2 separate regions of the Anser cygnoides genome follow, and region 1 is linked to region 2. A link is a contact called in public Hi-C data. All regions are on one chromosome and are shown on one strand. The core of a region is the stretch at or near the end of the contact, and the rest is flanking DNA. Distances in the headings are between cores, read along the strand shown. Region 1 holds the start of LRRC8B (leucine rich repeat containing 8 VRAC subunit B). Region 2 holds the start of ZNF326 (zinc finger protein 326).

What was found. A called contact is a pair of places that touch in the nucleus more often than the background predicts.
Region 1: a Hi-C map of liver shows a contact between it and region 2, with 2.8 times the contacts expected there. The contact joins the promoter of LRRC8B here to the promoter of ZNF326 in region 2. A contact is called at or near these places in 4 of 7 Hi-C or Micro-C datasets (granulosa cells and liver).

The regions. Positions count from the first base shown.
Region 1 is chr8:17,377,533-17,380,456 of Taihu_goose_T2T_genome, forward strand. It overlaps LRRC8B (leucine rich repeat containing 8 VRAC subunit B), which reads right to left and starts at 1,449. Exons shown (of 5, transcript XM_067001218.1): 1 at 1,292-1,449.
Region 2 is chr8:17,228,726-17,231,425 of Taihu_goose_T2T_genome, forward strand. It overlaps ZNF326 (zinc finger protein 326), which reads right to left and starts at 1,328. Exons shown (of 13, transcript XM_067001220.1): 1 at 1,179-1,328; 2 at 580-654. The coding sequence starts at 1,194.

The DNA of each region.
Region 1 (2,924 bases), core at 199-2,698, 150 kb after region 2:
TCAACATGCTGTCACCAACTTCAAAGAGCACTTGTACAGGTATCTTGTGAGAAGCAGAAGGAAATTAATTTTATTTTCGTCCCCATGATAATGCTATCTTCCTTAAAAAAAAAAAAAGGAAAAAATAGCGGTCAGACCAACAACTTTTCTCTCAAGAGCATAAGAGAACAAACATGTAAATTTCTATGAATTACATGAAACCTACTGAAATTGAAACGGTTACTATGTAAAATATGTGCTAGCATGAAACTCTGTGATAAGCACTGTTACCTAGCTACAACAGGATGTTTTAAAAACACTAGGGAAAGCCCTTAAGGGAACTTGTAGCCTATCCTAACTCCCGGTTCTACAGTGCAGCCCTTCTCCCTCCCGTTCTCTCTCCTACCACATCCCTTGCCCTGGTCAGCACCGCAGCTGCTGAAGAAAAGCGCTACTTGGGAGAACTCGTCCATTCCCCCCAGGGCCTGCTGGGTTGCACAGAGTGAAAAAAACACATGCAATATACGGAGACAATACATAATAAATTATATGAGTGATGCCCTGTAAGATGATATTACTTAAGCCTTGTGAGCTCCGTTCCTCCCCCAAAAAAAGTTTATGAACGCAGCCAAAACAGATAAGCAATCCTTTGACCAGCCGCCCTCCCTGCTAAGCAGGTACAGAGAGGAGACTCCTGAGACACGGGGAAGGGAGCGATGCCTTATCTTATCGCCTCAGCTAGCAGGCAAGGGAAGCCAGCAGTCAGCAGAACACACCACTGAAACGCCTGAAAACGCAAGTGAGCACGGAGCTCCCGGCTCACCGCAGCGTTACCCAGGGCTGCTGCTGGAAAGGACCGCACCAGGTGTTCACTCGAGCAGAGCGAGCCGAGCAGCACGGTTAATGACAACCTCCACGCAGAACCGAGCCCCGGGGAAGCCCGTTTCGGCGCTTTACCCCCCCACACCCCGCAGCACCGGCTGATCGCCCCCCGGACACGCCGCTACCAGGAGCCAGGAGGGTGCCCCGGGCTCCGGGCGGAGCAGCCGGGCCGGGCAGCAGCGAGGAGGCCGCGGCCCAGCGGAGCCCGGGGCACCGGCAGGTGCCGCCGCCACACCTGGCCCGGCGGAGGCGGGCGCGCAGCGGTAACGGCACCGGGCGCGGCGCCTCCCCCCGGCCCCACCCGCACGGCGCCGGCCGCCAGCCCCAGCCCCAGCCCCAGCCCCGCTCCCCCGGGGCGGGAGGGCGCGGGGCCGCTCCCCGCAGGCCGTGGCGGTGCGGCACCTGCCGGCGGCCGCTGCCCGGCGCTTACCTGGCCGCGGCGCAGAGCCTCGCCTCGCCCCTCACCGAGCCCCTCGCCGAGCCTCGCCCGCCGCCCGCCCGCCCGTCAGCGCCCGTCAGCCCGCAGCGCAGCGCGAGGCACCGGCTGCAACCGGCGCTCCTCGGCTCCGGGCCCGCCCCGCCGCGCGTCACCGGCCGCGCCGCCCAATGGGGCTTGCGGCCGGCGGGCCCGCTGACAGGCCGCGGGGCGGCGGCGGCCTGGGCGGACAAAGGCGGCGCCGCGCACCTGCGGCCCGGCCCGGCCCCAGGGGAGCCCGGCGGGCACCGGGCGGGGGGCTCGGCTGAGGGGAAGGGCTCGTCCCGCCCGGCCCCGGAGACCGCCCGGGGCCCTGTGGGCGCACCCAGGCTCGTCCGGCACCGCTCCGCACACCGACAGCGGTCCCGTCACCGGGTCGGGTGCACGCAGTGCCCGTCCTCCTCCTGAGAGGGACAGCCCAAAGCCGCGCTGCTGCGGGGCCAGAGCCTCCGGGGGCCATGCAGGTCCAGTCAAAAGCAGATAACGTTTCACAAAACCTCACAAGTATGCACAACGCTTAAAAAAAACAGCCCACACACCAAAAGTTATTTGACTTTCCTACTCCACTTCCTCTTTCTCCAGCTGACAGTGCAATTCCCGCCCTCGGCCGTGTCTGAAAAGCTGCTTCTGCAGGGGTAAATGTGTGAAAGCCTGAAAGAAAAGGCTGATTTCTACCTAGATTTCTCCCAATACCTCAGCAAATGGGGTGTTTCTGCCTCCTCTTAGCCAGACGTACAAACATCTCGATCTGCTCAAGAAATTTTCCTTCAATATTTTCATTCTTAGGCACCCCACTGCAAAAAATCTATTCAGAAATGTATTTCCAACATAATTATACTCCTTACATTCATTCTGCTACAATAATGTTTGTTAACTGTCTAGTTATCAGCTAGCAAAAAAATCTATTTTCAAAATGTTGTTTTTCCTCCATAGAACACCAAAATCCTTTTCCTCACAGCTATACAACCCCCGCTTCATTTAAACAGCAGAGACTCTAGATTTTGTGAAAATAATTTACAAATCATATGGAGCTCACATTTATCTATTATTATCAGTTTCAACTTAAAAGAGCTATTAAAATACAACATACTTTTGTGCAAAACAAGTTTTGGAACACAAACACTGCCGTTGAGCCAAAACTGAAACTACTTACAAATAAAAGTGAAACTGGTGTTTTAACCCAAACGTATAGAACTGCTAATGCAAATATGTACGTTGTAAAAAAAGCACACTTGTTTTTCCAGTTTGCAGCCATATTGCTAGCATAGTGGAGAATGTATTTGTTTTGCATTTGTTTCAGGCTGATTGGTGTTACTTATGGTGATACACTGATTAATAGTAATTTTTAACCTCAGAGGTGACAATAGCGAGGCATTTTCTTCAATTTCTTCTCTAAGAATCATTCTTAAAGTTTGGTAAACATTAGCTAGGCCAGCAATCTTCCTAAAAGACCAATTCCCTTTTGTCTCCTGACCTGCCACCTTCATAGCCTTCATGTATCTTGACTTCCACCATCAAGATAAATCATCTGCTCTGCTAGTATTTGCCTGATTTCATCTGTTTTCCCCTCTTGGAACTGTTTACCCTT
Region 2 (2,700 bases), core at 78-2,577:
AAACACTTCTTGAGTCTTGCTAAGTTTATAACCTTACCCATAAAATCTGTATTCTTTTCAGTTGCAGGTATTTTAACAGCGTATAAACAAAAGCTAACATTTGCTCTACCGCATTTATTTTTATGCTTTTTATATTCCTTCCCACACCCTTACTTAAAGTAAATTACAAAAGAAAATCTAGGTTTTTTTCCCATGCCCGCGTGGGAGAGGGAAACATTCTCTGACCCCGTTTCTGCTGCTTTCTTTTCAATCTAAGCAGCACGAATCAAATATAGTAGTCCATGAGAAAATAAAATACCGATGTATGCAAACAGCAACATCGTAAGTGACGTCTGCGTTCCCTCCCATCCCCACTCCTCCAACACCTCTTCGTTCGGACTCGGAATGTGCAGGAGCTCATGTTGACATGCCCAAGATGAGAACCGAGTCTCACTCCCCGCCAGTTACAACTCCTCCAGAAAACAACATGTGCAGCCACACCACGTTACGTACTTTCAATAACCCTTTTTAACATCTTTGGCAACACTGACTGTTCAGCCCCAACGCTTTTTAGAGGTTAGACGTATTTATAGCTCATACCTGAGACTGACCCACTGGGCATGTTCACACCACAATGCATGGGGGTATCTGGGAACCTCCAATCTCTGTCTTCAGCTGGAGAGGATGGGTCAGTGAGAATGACTTAGTGCTTAGCGAGAGCTGGAGGGGAGACACCGGGAGCCGCGCCGACAGGCGGCTCTCCCTGCTGGCGGCTCTCCTGCCACGACCCCCTCACGGAGCTCGCCCCGAGCTCCCCCCGGCCCTGCCCGCGCCGCCGCCGCCCCCCCCCCCCGCACCCCTCCCCCTCGCCCCCCGCTCGCCCCGCGCCCCCCGGGCGCCTCAGCTCGCCCCCCGCCCTCGCCGCCCGCCCGCCCGCCCGGCCCCGGGAGGGCCCCGGGAGGGCCCCGGGAGGGCCCCTGGGGCCCCTCAGCCCTCCTCTGCCCTCCTCCTCCTCCCGCGCAGCCCGCCCGCCGACGGCCGCCGCAGCTCCCCCGGCCCGGGAGGGGCGGCGAGGAGGAGGGCGAGGAGGTGTGTGCGGGGGAGGGGGGGGAGGGGGAGCGCCCTGCGCGGAGCGAGGCGGCCGCGGCCGTGCGGAGACGCGGCCGGGCCCTGCCCGGCGCTGCGGGGCGCGCGCTCACCTTCCCCGTAGTCCATGATGGCGGCGGGCCCCGCTCCCGGCGGCTGGCGGCCGCGGCTGGCAATGGCGCCCTCCGCCACAACGAGGCGAGGCGGGGCCTGCGCGCCGCCGGGGAGCGCGCCGATTGGCCCGGCCGCCGCATCACGTGAGCGGCGAGGCACGAAGGGAGAAAGGGGCCCCGGCCGCCCGAAGCCGCCGGCGCCTGGCGCCCGGATCGGCGGGGTCACGAGGGAGGAGGCTGCGCGGCGGCCATATTAGGTGCTGGCAGCCGCCATTTTGCGTCATGGCAGCGGGCCTTATCTGGCTTGAAGGCGCAGCGGGGTTATCGGCGGTGAAACAGCCGCGTCTTTGCCACGCCTTTTGTAGTCCCAACGCTTTCTTTCCTGCCACACGCCCTCTGGCCCCGGTGAAAACATAAGGGGCGACGGCAGCAAACACTGCCCTCAGTACACAAGGACCAAAATGTGCCTTTACTCTGCACTGGAAGCCAGGCAGTGCTTGGCGGGAGCGAGTCCCCGCGGCTCCACAGCGGTGTGGAGTGAGGAGCCTTGTCCTGTGCCAGCCCACAACAGGGGCTGCTGCTGCTTTGTGTGAGCATATGGCTGTGCCCATCTCTTACATGGCTGTATTTGGGAAGCAGCTCGGTGATGTTACACAGAGGAGTACTTGCGCTGTCCCCTCGTCCTGGCTCCTGACATGGCTGCACCACCCACAGTGGCCCCTTGGGCTGCCTCGAGGCCTTCCCAGGAAGAGCATCATAAATAGCTATGAATAGGCCTCGATATTCACTCTTTCCTCCCAAAATAGCGAACACAAGTAATCCTGTGCTGAAGTGTAGCCTTCCTTAGGCAACAGAACTCAACTAAGCAGTATCCGCCCTGTAAAAGTCCCCTTCGATCAACCTACCGTTAACACCAATTCATCCGTGAATCCCAGGACAAGCTGTTGTAGTTTCTGTTACAGGCTGCATTGAAACACTGAAACAGGCTAAATGTAAACACAGGCTTCATTCAATTCAAGCTAGTTGTAAGACACCACTTTTCTCCTCCCATAGCCAAAGGTTTGAGAGAAGAAAAAAAACAAATACATACATCATGCAACAAAAACCAAAGATCTTTGTGAGACTCACATGCTGAGAAATGTTTCGTTCCTTGTAGCTTCTTAATGTTTTATACATTCCTGAACGGGGGTGGGAGGACTATGTGAGAGAGCAGCAGAGAGCAGATCTGACAAAAAAACTAAGGAGTTGGCTCTGAGGACAAGCTAGAGACACACTTTCTGGTTGTAATGGTGGGCAAAGTCACTATCTCTTGATTTTTGATTTTGTCAGGTCTTCCTTCATTCTTCGGTAGCTAACAGGCTTGGATCAAAACCTGCCAATTTCTCTGCATCTGAAAAGTAATAAAAGCCCCATTTTGGGAAAGGAAGGTTTGACTCACGTAGGTCCAGAGTCCAAGCTTTTTATTAAGCTAAAACCTGAGTCTGACACAGCAGTCAGACATTTTCCCTCCCCAAGCTCTGGA